2 separate regions of the Mus musculus genome follow, and region 2 is linked to region 1. The links are chromatin contacts, called in public HiChIP or PLAC-seq maps. All regions are on one chromosome and are shown on one strand. Each heading gives the region's core, a stretch centred on a gene start, on an enhancer-like site or on the middle of the called end of the contact. The rest is flanking DNA. Distances are from core to core; before and after follow the strand shown. Region 1 has its middle 10 kb from the start of Rps6ka1. Region 2 holds the start of Pdik1l (PDLIM1 interacting kinase 1 like).

Region 1 (6,918 bases), core at 1,933-4,432:
CAGCCGGGTGTGGTGGCGCACGCTTTTAATCCCAGCACTCAGGAGGCAAAGGCAGGTGGATTTCTGAGTTCGAGGCCAGCCTGGTCTACAAAGTGAGTTCCAGGACAGCCAGGGTTATACAGAGAAACCCTGTCTCGAAAAACCAAGAACAAAACAGAACAAAAAAAACCAAAAACCCCAGTGCAGTGGTAGGCTACCTTCATGTGAGTGGTGCATGCTTTTAATCCTAGCACTCAGGAGGTAGAGGCTTGTGATGGATCTCTGTGAGTTCAAGGCCAGCCTGGTCTAAAGAGTAAGTTCTAGGGCAGCCAGGGCTACACAGAAAAACCAAAGCCAAACCACTAGAAAGAAACAAAACAACAACAACAACACATTTCATCCTTCAGGGGAGCTCTTAAACAGGAAGGTAAATAACTAAAGAATAGCTGCAAGAACTTCCAGAAACTGACCGGATTCACTTGGCTCTCTTCGGCAGAGTAAACAATAAAAGCTGAGAGTCTCCCCTCCCCCAAATACATACATACATACATACATACATACATACATACATACATACATACATATGTGTGTGTGCATATATGTATGTATGGCTGGATGGATGGATGGAGAGAGAGAGAGAGAGAGAGAGAGTTAGTTTATTCAGGGTATGAGGAGGGGAGTTGAGAGGGTAGTACAGACAGAGAAAGGCAGAGAGTAGAGGAGTAGAGGCGGCCATGAGCACGTGGAGAGAGAGAGGGAAGGGGCAAGAGGACAGAGCAAGAACAAGAAGGCAAGAGAGAGGAGGGGATGGGCAGCCCCTTTTATAGTGAGTCAGGCACACCTGGCTGATGCCAGGTAACTATGGGGTGGAGCCTAGACTAAATGTCAAACATATTGTGTGTGTGTGTGTGCAAGCGCGTGCATGTGCACGCGCATGCGTGCACACTCATGCATGTATATATTTGGGGAGAAAAGCTACAAAGAAAAAGCTGGCTGCTTGGAAGAAGCAGACCCCCCCCCCCCAGAGCGGCCTGGGAGAGACTTAGACCAATTAAGTCCCCGGGAAGGACAATGTCCAACCTCAACAGCTGCCTGCAGGCTGTGCGGTGAGCTCCCGGTTTCCCAGAGTTTGTGGACTGTCCCCCATGCTGGGGTGGACCTTGGTGACGTGATTGTCTTTAAGTCATTTCTGTAAGTAACTCCTCACCCATCTTCCTATAAGTAACCCTAATAAAACTCACTGGTTCACCATGTTGGACTTTGGTAGCATCTGCACTTTGGTCTGCCATGGGTTCTCTATCTGGGTTGAGTAGCTGAGTGTATTTTGCTTCCCCAGGAAAATGTCGCCACACAACATTGCCTATATGGTGGTATGTATCCCTTAAATGTGTTTCTGTCTGGTGCCTGTGGAGATGCCCACACCAAGCTCTCAAAGCCCACACGGGGAAGAGGGCATCAGATTCCCTGGAACTCTGTGACAGATGGTTGTGGGCTGCCACCTGCAGAGGAACGAGGTGCTCTGAAGTGCTGAGCCATCTCTCCCACCCCTCATTGTTCATTGTCTGTGGTTTTCCAGGCAGGGTTTCTCTGTGTAACCCTGGCTGTCCTAGAACTCCCTCTGGAAACCAAGCTGCCCTCAAACTCAGAGATGTGCCTGCCTCTGCCTTCCGAGTGCCAGGATTAAAGGCGTGCGCCACCACTGCCCAGCCTCCTTGAACTTTTGATGAATTCATTTCACATCCCATGTCTCCATTCTGTGGAGGTGTTGGAGAGCCATGTGTCACTGTGGCAAGAGGGGAGCCCAGAGGACAGATGGGCTCTCTAGGGGCACTTGGTCAGTCTGGTCAGTTTCCCATCTGTTCCTGGAGTAGAAATAGCAGTCATTTAAGAGAGAGTTATAGTGAACTACAGCCCCCAACCTCAGCACCCATGTAGCTATCACCCTCACACAGCTTAAGCTTGGTTCCACTTCTCCCTTAAATGCCTTTAATTTCAGAACTTGGAAGGCAGAGGCAAATTCTTGGGAGTTCGAGGCTAGCCTTGTCTACTGTTTTAGTTACTTTTCTGTTGTGATAAAACAGTACAATCGAGGCCACTTAAACAAGAATGAGTTTATTTGGGGGTTATAGTTCCAAAGGAATGAGAGTCCATGACTGTTGGCTTTCAAGGGATTCTGCTGGGTTCCTCTCAGGGACCTAGTAATGGCTTATGTTATTGCCTGCCACTGACAACAGGAGAGAGCCAGGTGAGGGCCAGGTGGGAGCCAGGTGGGAGCCAGGTGAGGGCCAAGTGAGGGCCAGGTGAGGCAGTAAATAAAAAGGACTGCTTGCTTCCCCTTCCCCCAGCCCCTACTGATTTGCTTTCTTTTTCCTTGTTCCCACCTATTCCAGGCTGGCCTCTTTTTCTCATTTTTTCTTCATGGCTGTATTTCTGGTTGCCTGCCTCTACCTCTTCTCCAGGTCCTCACTCCCCTTCCTTCCCCCCCCACCAAACCTCCTTTATACCAGGTCTGTTGCATGGTGTGATTTCTCAGGGGACACCTTGGTATGGGCCTGCCAGGTACCCTCCACCCCTGCCTGCTATCTCATTCTAGTTCATGACAATTACCACCAAGGAAGGAAGAGTGACAGCAGGCAGGAGGCAAAGGCACCTGGAGTTGCTGAGAGCTTAAGTCTCATGGCAAGAAGCAAAGAGCAAAGTTAAATGGCTGGCAGAAGTTTTTAAGCTCTCAAAACCCACACTAAGAGACACACTTCCCTCAGATAGGCCACACCTCCTGAGCCTTCCCAAACAGGACCACCAACTGGGAGCCAAGCATTAAAATACCAAGGACTCTGAGGGACACTTCTCTTTCAGACCATCATGTCTGCATAACAATTTCTAGGACACCCAGTCTCAGAAGAAAACCGGGCAAAGTGTAACATCTCACATGGCCCAGCTATGAAATGGCAGTGGTACTCTTGTAACCCAAACCCCATGTCTAACCCATGTTCTAAGATGTTCCATGATGGCCAGTGCTGTATATGAATGCGAGTAATAATATAGGGTTAGAACAGGCTGTTCTGGGAAGCTACGTGCGGTGTTTGTTAAAGGAATGACTCATGAGTGAGAGGCCACGCTGGGCACAGTGAGGTCATCACTCTGTACCTTGTCAAAGCACTAACTCTAGCAGTGAGTGTGGGCTGCGGCCTAGGTGTGGGTCTCTCTGTGGTAGCCTGAGCTGCGTGGGCTGTGGCATTGAAGAGGTCCTTGTGTGGACGGGCCTTGCCCCAGGGGGCTCCTCTGTGATGTTGTCTCCTGGCCTCTGAGTAGAGGCTGGTTGGCACTGGTGTCTGAGGGCAGCAGGTAAAACAGCAGGAGGCGGTTACTGTAGGGACCGCACCTTTACCGAGGAATCTCAGTTGGTCCGAACCAGGCTGAGCATTTACATCATAATCAGCACAAGCAGCGGGTGGGGGCTTATGGCCTACCTTTCTGCCTGACTCCTTCCCTCTCCTTCTCCCTCTGTCCCTCCTCCTCCTCCTTCCTTCCTTCCTCCCTCTCTTCCCTCCCTTCTTTTCTTCCTTCCCTCTACCCCTCCCTCTCTATACTGAAAACAGAACCTAGGCCCTGAGCTTGCTAGGCAAATGCCCCCACCATTGAGCTACATCCTAAGCCTCCTGGGCACCTGAGGTTGGACAACTATGTCTCCTGTCTGGAACTGAAGTTTGCAAGCAAGATCTCATCAGCTATTTCTACCAAGGCCTCGAGACGTAAATCATAAGAAAATTGAGGCTCAGAGAGGGATAGGGTTGCCCACAGCCAGACAGCGGGTATTGTAGCTGGACTGGAAACCTGAAAAACAACATCTGTAATCTCAAAGCACCCCAGTGTTGGGGAGAGAGGGAGGAGGGAGCAGCTGGGGGGAGAGAAGTGCCTCTCCTGTAGGGCCAGGGTCACACCCCACTTGCACCTCCTCCAGGACGTGTCAAACAAAACCCAGGCTTTTGCCTGCAGAGCCCCGCAGGAAGGATGAATACTCCCTCTGCATCTTCCCGGTGCCACTTGTCTTGGCTCTCTGCCCTCCTGCTGCCATCATCCTTGCCGCTCACTGCACATGCCTGGTGAGCTCTCTCCCGTGCTACCCTTGCTGTGCCCTCTGTCTGGAACATTCTTTCCCCAGCTCTGGGGGGTTCATGCCTTCACTTCATCAGCATCTCGAATCTCCGCTGTAATGACGTGGCACAGTAACTGTAGCCCAAATGCTGTGGCTGCAGGCTCGCTAGCAATCCAACTGCATGCTCATCTGTCTGCCCTCCCCATGAGAAGTAAGCTCCAGGAGGGGACAGGTGACATTCCTGGATCGGCACCTTAGGCTGAGACAGGGCTCTGAGTTCCAGCCCACATTGAGACGCTTATCTTAAAAGTAAATAAAACCACCAGCCTGGTCGGCCAGGCCAGCCAGGGTTGTTACAGAGAGACCAGCTAAATAAATAAATGCTAAATAAAACCAATAAAATCAAACACAAAAGCTGCAGCCTCCTGTTTCCTGCTGTATGCATGGGTACGCAGATAATGCCACAGGCCACAGATCTTGCTTGGGGTCCAGCGCTGCACACCTGAGCTCTTAGCTCATCTCTCTTAGCCAAGTGACCCTGAGTATTCAAGATAACCTCTCTCAGCCTCAGTCTTTGCATTTGTTACCTAGGTAAGCACTGGCTCTCTAGAGCAGGCAAGCCTCATCACAGACATCCACCTGCCTCTGCTTCCTGAGCGCTGAGAGTACAGGTGTAGGCCACTGAGTCTGATGGTTTTTTTACATTTTGAAATAATTTTAAGTGAAGAAAAAAAAAGTGACGATGCATGACATTTGTACAAAATTCAGATTTGAACACGCGTAAATAAAGTTTTATTGGAACACAGCCATGCTCCGTTTGTGGCTCCTCTGTGCTTCCTTCTCACTACGTTAAGTAGTTGCAACAGAGACCATATGGCCTGCGAAGTCTGAAATATTTACGATCAGTCTCTTGGGAAACAGTGTGTGGCGGGCTCTAGGAACTTACATTCTTAGAGGAGACAGAGAGTCAAACAAGCAGGTCAGGCCTGTCCAAGTGGAATATTTCCTTTCAGGCTGCTTCTCTGGAGCCCCAACCCTGAGGAAGGGAAATGTTCCACCCACCAGGTGCCACCCAATAGCAGCTCAGCATCCCATCATTGTGACCAGCCAATAGGATCTGAGCTAATAGGATCCACCCAGATCCCCTTCCCTTATCCCAGAATGTGGACTCAGGAGCCGCTTTGTGGGGACGACAGAACTCATCACCCTTTTGTGGGTTTGTTGTTGATGTTTTTGAGACAGTATCTTACTCTCTAACCCAGGCTAGTCTAGAACTTACTATGTAGACCAGAGTGGCTTCAAACCAGCCAGAGTCCTGTTGCCTCGATGTCTCAAGTGATGGAATTATAGGGACAAGCCATCACATCTAGTCTGTAGAGAGTGATAGGGTTGCCAATGAAAGAACTCAGTGGGGAAACCCCCACTCAACTCCCGATTCGGCGTGCACCCAAGAATCACGAATAGAACACAACACCTTGATGTAACAACAAGAGGTATTTTAATGGCGGAGCTCCGGATCGAAACGTATCTCACACAGGAGACAGTGGATTCGACCACGAGGCTTGGAAGCTAGGGGTTTTTATAGAAAAGGAGTGGGGCTGGGGGAGGAATTGGCGCAGTTTCACATGATTGGTCCATTTAAACATCAGCAGCCTGTAACATTTAACTTAGGTCAGAGGGGTGGGAGATACGGAGGCGATGGGCCTGCCCGGGCATGTCCTGGTCTGTTCTGCTATGTTCTCAGCCCCAGGTTTCAAAGCTCACAAACAACTCTTTGGGCTATTTGACATACATTACATGAATTACAGTTTTATTTCCTTTCACCTCTATCCCTTTGTGGCACTGTGGCGGCCCGCCATGTGTGCAGCGGATCTCTGGGCACTGTCTTCATTCCCCTGCCTGGAAGGGGCAGGTGTGGCTTATGGATTTGTTTCTGAAGAAACTAAGACCTACATCAGCCGCTGACTTGCTACCAGCCCTTGTGGTGTCAGAACTGGAAAGTTAGCTTTGGGAGGTACCTCTGGGCTCACCTTAGTCAGAGCTTGGAAACTGGTGGCCTAGGGCAGAATCTACTGAGGGTGGTGGCCTGTTAGCTCTGTTCAAGCACTGAGCCATGCATTCTCTGTAAGACTTTTAAGACATTGTAATGACAATGGGTACGCCTTTTATTGTCTCCACATTCCCGCAATTCTAAATGAGGTTAGTGATAAAACTGTCCTTTCTTGAAGGGCGTGGTGGCGCACGCCTTTAATCCCACCACTTGGGAGGCAGAGGCAGGCGGATTTCTGAGTTCGAGGCCAGCCTGGTCTACAGAGTGAGTTCCAGGACAGCCAGGGCTATGCAGAGAAACACTGTCTCAAAAAACAAAAAAAACAAAACAAAACAAAAAACAACAACAAAAAAACCAAAACAAAAAAACAAACTGTCCTTTCTCTGAGCAGGGCAGAGTGCCTCCTGCCTTTAATTCTAGCACTTTGGGAGGCAAAGGCAGCCGAATCCCTGTTTGTTTAAGGCCAGCCCGGTCTACACAATGAGTTCCAGGATAGCCAGGGCTACATACAGAAATCCTGTCTCAAAAAACCAAAACAACATTCTTCATGGGTGACCTCTGTGGTGGCCTTGTGTGTTCTGCATGAACACAACCCTGGTTTCAACCCCCAGCACTAAAACCATTGTCATTTCTAAGATCGTTCTCCCCTGCCGCTGCCCCTGCCCCGCCCCCCTGCCCTCTTACTGGGGCAGGGATGCACAAGTGCATGTCACAGTGGTCAGAGGACGTGTTGTGGGAGTTGGCTATCCCCTTTTACCTGTGGGTTCCAGGGATCAAACTCAGGCTGTCAGGC
Region 2 (7,041 bases), core at 2,636-5,135, 390 kb after region 1:
AATTTCTAAAATTATTTTGTTTTGTGTGTAGGGGGAACTACGAAACACTCATGGAGGTATGAGAACAACTTCTCAGGTGTTCAAGTCCTCTTTCTACCATGAGGGACCTGAGACCTGAACTTGGGTCATCAGCCCTGGCAACAACCCCTTTATCCTCTGAGCCTTTTACCAATCTAAACATCGTTGTTGTTGGGTTTTTTTTTTTTGTTACTATATTTTAATTGTTAAATTATATTTACTTTCTTTATGTATGTGTTTACAAATATGTGTGTGTGTACGTGTGTGAATGCTTACATGTGTGCATGCCACAGTGCAAGTGTGGAGGTCAGAGGACAGCAGACAGCGGACAGCTTCTGTCCTGGAGCTCAGGATTCAGCCTAGGAATGTCTAAAGTCAATATACAGGTGAGTCTGGCCTTGAACTCTCCAGCCCCCTGCCTCCACCTTCCAAGTACTATCGGCATGTAGCAATTCACTCATCTAAGGCTTATTATTTTTAGACCTGTGACTTAGGGAAGTCCAGTTACCATTGGTGTGACTATTACTGATTGTGCTATTTTTTTCCTCGTCTTCTGAGTTTATTTTCAAAATAACTGGTTTCCAGGAACTGACCTTAGATGCTGGTCTCAAACCTCCTCTAGTTCTCATCTTGTTCTATTGCTATGCAGACTGGTTAAGTACCAGGCATAGCAGGTGGCTTGCGTTACTTTGAGGTATGCGAAGCACAAGTTTAAGGCAGACACCCCCTTCCTCTACAGACCGTTACGTACACCTAGGGAACCACAGAACCCCTGCCTCTTAGGGAGCCAAAGCTCATCTGGCCCTTTGGTTTCTCTTGCTGACCACTCTTAGGTCCATTTCCTATGCAGTGACACATACCTGTAAATAAAGGGAAGAATTAGAGCCGTGGGACATCTTTTGCACCATCCCATCCTTCTGTAGGATGCACTCTTCCAAGTGAATCACATTTGGGTGTTGGCTCTTGATACTGCTTAGTGCCCAGAACTCTCGAAGAGCTAGTTCAACATTTTCAGGCGCGTGGCATCGAATTTTCTTCACGGCTACTCTCGCAGAGGTCTTTCTGATGACTGCTTCATACACAACACCGTAACTACCTCGGCCTACCTCCCGTATTAGATCGTACTTTGGCTGGCTACTCACCATCTTCAAGGTCGAGGTTTCTGGAAAAATCAACAAAGTGCTCTGCTGAAATCAGGTGGACCTATTGGCTTGTATTCTTACGCATGCTTTACCCATCTGTTTCACTTTCTGTGGTACTCAGAAAGTATTTAGCTAGGCTTTGGACCAATCTATCAATAATAATAAAGGTAATAGCACTTACCATGTATCATGAACTATTTCAAGAACTTTAATTTTTAAAGTTTTTGTTTTTGAGACAGGGTCTTGCTAAGTTTCCCTGGCTTGGAGCTTGATGTATGAATTATGCTGGCTTTAGAAGCCATGGTTACAGTACCATCATCCCTGACTCTTATGTATAAGTGCAGGCATGCCCATGCCATGGCACACCCATTAGGAGAGAACCTTGGCTCTCCTGTCACTGCTACAGCATATGCCAGGGTAGTGGCCTGTGAACTTTGGACACTCTGTCTCTGCCACCCATCTCCCCACAGGAAGGCACATCTACCTTCACATGGGTTCTAGGGATCCAAATTCAGTCCCCCAGACTTACTCAGCAAATGTTCTACCCATTGAACTCTCTCCAGGCTCCACCCACCCACTCCTTTTTTGAACAAGATCTCACTATGAAACCCTGGCAGGCCTCCAACTCAGAGATAAGCCTGTCTCTGCTTCCCCAGTGTGGGATTAAAGGTTCATGTCACCATGCCTTGCTTCCGGTCTTGTTTCTTTTAAAAGACAGGTTCTTGTGATTATGTGGCTCAAGACGGCTTTCACATCTTTTAAGATTTTATTGTATATTTTACATATCTGTGTGTAGCTTTGTGTAAGTCAGAGGGCAGTATGTGGGAGTCAGTTCTCTCCTTCTACCATGTGGTTCCAGAAACTGAGCTCATGTTATATGGCTTGGCAGAACATAACTTTACCCACTGAGCCACCTCAATAGCCTTGGCTACCTTGGTCTTTGGAATGGTGGTATTACAAGTGTGTTAAGTAGCCAAACCTGGCTACTTTTATATTAAGTTCATTTAATCCTTAACTGCTTGAAAATGCCATTGTTAAAAATATATATATACCCGAAATTTGAAATTTCATCAAGAGGTGGTGGCTCACACCTTTAATCTCAGCGTGTAGGAGGCAGAGGAAGGCGGATCTCTGAGTTCAAGGCCAGCCTGATCTACAGAGGGAGTTCTAGGATACCCAGGGCTACAGAGAGACCCTGTCTTGAGAAGAAAACACACAAACAAAAGCAGTGAAACATAAAAATCCCTCACACTTAGAAATGCAAACCCCTGACTTTGGTTTATGGACCAAAAGTGGTCAAGATCACTTACTTATGTTTTGTTTGCAACAGTGTCTCAGGTAGCTCAGGCTACCCCTGAATTTACTATATAGCAGGGAATGACCCTAATCTCCTGCTTCCACCTTCCAAAAACTAGGGTTATAGACCTGCACCAGCATGCTTAGTTATTTGTTTCTTACAAAATGGGCACAAATAAAGTTTTTGCAGAGCTGTTCCCTCAAAATGAAGTAAGTCAACTACCTTTTTATCGTTGTTTAGCATAGTTATTTAATTCTAGGTCTTTTCTGGCCAAAGGGGGAGCATCCTATACATCACAGGGAATCCTCTGACAAAGTCCTTTGGCGCTGTACCTTGAGAAATCATTTAAAGGCAAGCTGGAGCACAGGCCCCACAGAGAAATGTTCTTTTGAGTGGAGAGTCTGCAGTACGCTCCCTCACTCACTGTCACTGTCTTCGCCGGCCAGGAAGAGTAAGATTGTATTTACATTGCACAACCAGGTAAACAAAGTGACTGCCCCGGGAACCGGAGACTCCCGGAACGACTACTTTAAGTTCATTGGCCAGATTTAAAAGAAAATGACTGTTCCTGAGGTTTGCCCTGAGTTACTTCCTTGTATTGGTCGCCTACCCTTCAATTTCTTCCTGGATTCCCCAATGTCAGGTTTCCTGTCACCGGGCGGGCCATTCTGTCCTGCTCTGTGCTGATTCCCGGTTACTAGGCACTTCCAAGTGACTCTTTTCTCTGCAGCGGTCCCCTGTCCTCTCCCACTTGCCAGAGGTCCCCCCCCCCAAGGAAGAACGCCTTCCTTGCATAAGAAAGGACGGTGTCTATCAAATCCTTGGGGTCCTGGCTGGAGAGACGCCCTGCTGAAGCATCCTTCGAGAACCCGAGCGCCTTACGATGGCACGTCCCGGACCCTCCTGCCTGCCTGCCTGCCATTCTCCCTCCGGGGCTGGGCACCGGCGGCTTGGACATGCACCTGCTGGTGCCGGGGACGGGGACAAGTAAGGCCAGCGGTGCTCGCTCTGTCGCCGAGGCGCGCTCACTGGCCAAGCAGCAAGCTCACTCCGGGCGGCCGTCCCTGGAAACCCCGAGGGACCCTCCCGTGGCCCCTGAGCGGGCCTCGCAGTCGCTTCAACTCCTGGCGGCTGCAGCCTAGGGGACCGGACTCCGGGAGTGGCCCGGGCGGGAACGGAGGCCGCAGTCCCCGGCCGGTGGCCGGCGCAGCACCGGGCCTTCCCGGGGATGACTCCACTGAGAGGTCCGTGACAGGCCTGCTGGGGACAGAGACACATGCAGGGAGACCGGTTCTGACTGCGGGGCATCCGTGGCACGGCGAAGGGCCAGGTTTACCTCAGGGCAGCCGCCGCCGCTTCTCCCTCTCATGAGCTCTGCAGGCCGCCATTATCGCGCAGCTCGCGCCCTCGGCCGCGGCGGCCTCCAGTCAGAAGCCGGCGCGCGCCCCCGTGGTGCGCGGACACACCCCCTCACGCCGGGCCCCGCCCCCTCCGGCTTGCCGTAGCGCGCGTGCGCAAGCCGAGCGCCGCCTGCTGCCGGGCGAGCGCCCGCCTCTCCTCCGCGGGCTCTGGCCATTGCGCTCCGTCGCTGCCCTGGCGCGGCGCACAGCCGAGCGTTTCCAGCGGTGTGCGCGCTGCAGAGCGGACCAATGCTGCCCTGCAGGGGTGGCGGCAGGGGACGGTCGCCCTCAGCCGCAGCGGGGGGCGCGTCCCGGGACCCCAGAGAAGCTGCGGCCGCTGGCCCGAGCCGGCGGTGCTCGTGCCCCGTGGCGGGCTACGCTGCCCGCCCTCTTCAGACCTACCGAGCGGCGGGCTGGAGCGCGCGGTTCGCTGGGGCCGGATGCCCGGTGCATCTTCCTCGCTGGTGGCGGGACTGGGCGGCGGGTCCGTGGGGAGGCGCGGCCAGTGCTGGGAGGCTGGCTGCACCTACGTTCCGAGGCACCGAGCTGTGTTTGCGGGTGGCACAATGGCCCAGGCAGCGACGCGGGCCTGGGTGCGATCATCTGGGAGGATGCTGTCCCCTGCCCCACCGGCGCGGTGGTATCTCCCTTAAAGAAGCCGGAACCTCATTGTTCCCGGCCTTGAGGATCGGGGCGTCCTGCTGGGTGAGAGAGAGGGTGTGGCCTACCTGGCTGCGGCGCGCAGCCTAGCTGGCCTGAACCGGAGTTGGGACCCATTTTAGGCGGGTGTACGGACACAAAACAGGTCTCCTAGGACTGCAGTCCCCCGGAGTTCTTCAAATACGTGCACAAAACCTTTCAAATGCCCCCAGCAGTTGTCAGTCATAACCCTGAGTTGCCCTGAGATCGGGGTGACAGTCACTTGGAAACCAGGACCAACTGGCCGGCCCGTCGTTAGTTACACAGATTGAGTAAGCATCTGCCAGAAACGCCCATTCTTTTCTTTATTATTCTGTACCTACTGCTTGTTAGTAAGGTTGATCCTGCCTTCATTGCCCCCTAAGCATCTCAGTGCCTCCAGGATCATCCTTTGTCATCTGCTTATGAAACTAATATTTGGGGTCTGGGCAACTTTCTATATAATCTGAACCATATTCCAAAAGTAAAGACCTTACTACTGACCCTGCTGCTTTCATAGGCGAGGAAACCAACACCTGCCACATTGACCAAAAGTTGTCTTCCTAGAACACCCACTCGCACCCTAGTGTAACGTCCTCCAGCCCCTCCTAATAAAAGCCCAGCAATCTATTCAGAGTTTGTCCTGAGGGCCATCCTCCTATTGGTGCTCACGTTTTCTGGGAATACTGAGTCAGTCAAGACTTGCTTCCTGCCCTGGAAAGTAGGGGGAAATAGGAAAGCTCAGTAGACGCCGGCTACCAGTGTTAAACAGGATGGACTAGGAAGAGATCTCTTCATGAGAGTAGTCTTTTTGTTTATTGTGGTCATAAAATGTCACGGGATCGTCAAGGGACGTACCTGTTCTAGCTGCTTTCCTGTTGCTGTGATTAAAAAGAAAAATTGCTGACCAAAAATACCTTAGGGGAGGAAAAGGTTTGTTTGACTTAAACCTTCAGGGTTAGGGTCACTGGGAATTCATCCATCACTGAGGGAAGTCAGGGAGGGAACTAGGGAAGGAACTGTGGGGGGTGGGGGAGGCTCCTTACTGGCTTGCTCCAGGGTCATGGCTCAACTACATTTCTAAACAGTTTAGGCTGGCCTGCCTAGAAATAGCACTGCCCACATTGGGCAATCAACAAACCCCCTCACAGATGTGCTTACAGGCCAGTCTGATAGAGGCTATCCCCCACTGGACACTTCCTCAAATAGCTAAGCTGGCAAGTTGACAGCTGAAGCTAACAAGACTAGTGTTTTACGGTGTGCCATCATCTTCTATGTGACTAACAAAGTTAGTTGCTTATATTTTAAACTTTTAAAAAGCCTATCCGTCCAATAAAAGAATTACTTTACATTCTACAGTTCTTTTGCCTTTGAGGCAGGGTCTCACTTTATAGCCCTGGCTGGCCTGAAACTGTCTCTGTAGACCAAGCTGGCCTTGAACTCAGAGATGCCTCTGCCTCCTGAGTGTTGCTGGGATTAAATGTATATACTACCACACCTGAGCAACCTTAAATATAAAATTATGGATTTATGTTTGTATGATGTATGTCAGAGGACAACTTAGTGGAGTTCATTTTCACCTTCTACCTTTGGGGGATGTGGTTGCTTGAATATCTTTGGCCCCTAGGGAGTCGTACTGTTCCAAGGCTTGGCCTTGTTGGAGGGAGTGTGTCACGGTGGGGGTGTGCTGTGGAGGTCTCTTAGGCTCAGCCTGCACCCATTGCAGAGAGCCTCCTCCTAGCTGCCTGAGCATGTCAATCTCTCCTGGTTGCCTCCGAATCAGGATGCAGAACTCTCAGCTTCTTCTCCATCACCATATCTGCCTGGATGCTGGCATGCTTCCTGCTATGATGACAGTGGGCTAAACCTCTGAATCTGTAAGCCAGCCCCAATGAAATGTTTGCCTCTGTAAGAGTTGCCTTGGTCAGGGTGTCTTCACAGCAATGGAACCCTAACTAAGACAGGGATTCCAGGGGCTGAGCTCTGGTCACCAGGCTTGGGTATATCCAGTGCCTCTACCTTGCTGAGCCATCACACCAGCCCAACGTAGATCTGTTGATCCGTTCACCTCTGACTCCCCACACTCAGAGGATGAGAGTGGGTTTACAGAAATATGCCATCATGCCTGACCTAAGTGTGTATATTTAAAAGATAGACAGTGGGGCTGGCATGGTGCTACATACCTTTAATGCAAGCACTTGGGAAGCAGCAGGAAGATGTCTGTGAGTTCAAGGCCAGCCAGAGCTACAGAGTGAGCACAAAACAGAAGATAAACACTGGAAGAATGAAAGCTTCTGAAAGTGCTGCCTGTGCTCAGAGGAGAGGGAAAGATGTGGATGAAATCATACATGGCTGACTTGGTGATGTTCCGTTCAGTGAGGCAGCCTGTCTATCATGCAAGTGTTTATGTGTATGTATGGGCACATGCACACACACACACACGAACACATTATTTTAGGATAGTTTAACAGAGTATATAAAATCCTATTAATTTATAATGTATATA

Evidence for each region. HiChIP or PLAC-seq counts read pairs in DNA pulled down with a chosen protein or histone mark.
Region 2: a FOXA1 HiChIP or PLAC-seq map of pancreatic cancer cells shows a contact between it and region 1. The contact joins the promoter of Pdik1l here to the enhancer-like site in region 1. A contact is called at or near these places in 1 of 39 promoter capture datasets (pre-B cells), 5 of 115 datasets of contacts at active chromatin or transcription factors (embryonic stem cells, large pre-B cells, pancreatic cancer cells and 1 more) and 1 of 9 other capture datasets (adipose tissue).

Annotation. Positions count from the first base shown.
Region 1 is chr4:133,894,404-133,901,321 of GRCm38.p6, forward strand. No RefSeq gene overlaps it. Among named protein-coding and RNA genes, the nearest start is that of Rps6ka1, 10 kb to the left of the region's middle. Within about 2 kb of position 3,183, at least 55 of the 459 cell types and tissues checked have an H3K27ac peak or open chromatin away from gene starts, as enhancers often do. A contact at or near this core is called in embryonic stem cells and pancreatic cancer cells, where this site is marked.
Region 2 is chr4:134,283,368-134,290,408 of GRCm38.p6, forward strand. It overlaps Pdik1l (PDLIM1 interacting kinase 1 like), which reads right to left and starts at 3,886. Exons shown (of 3, transcript NM_001163794.1): 1 at 3,794-3,886; 2 at 879-1,180. The coding sequence starts at 1,163.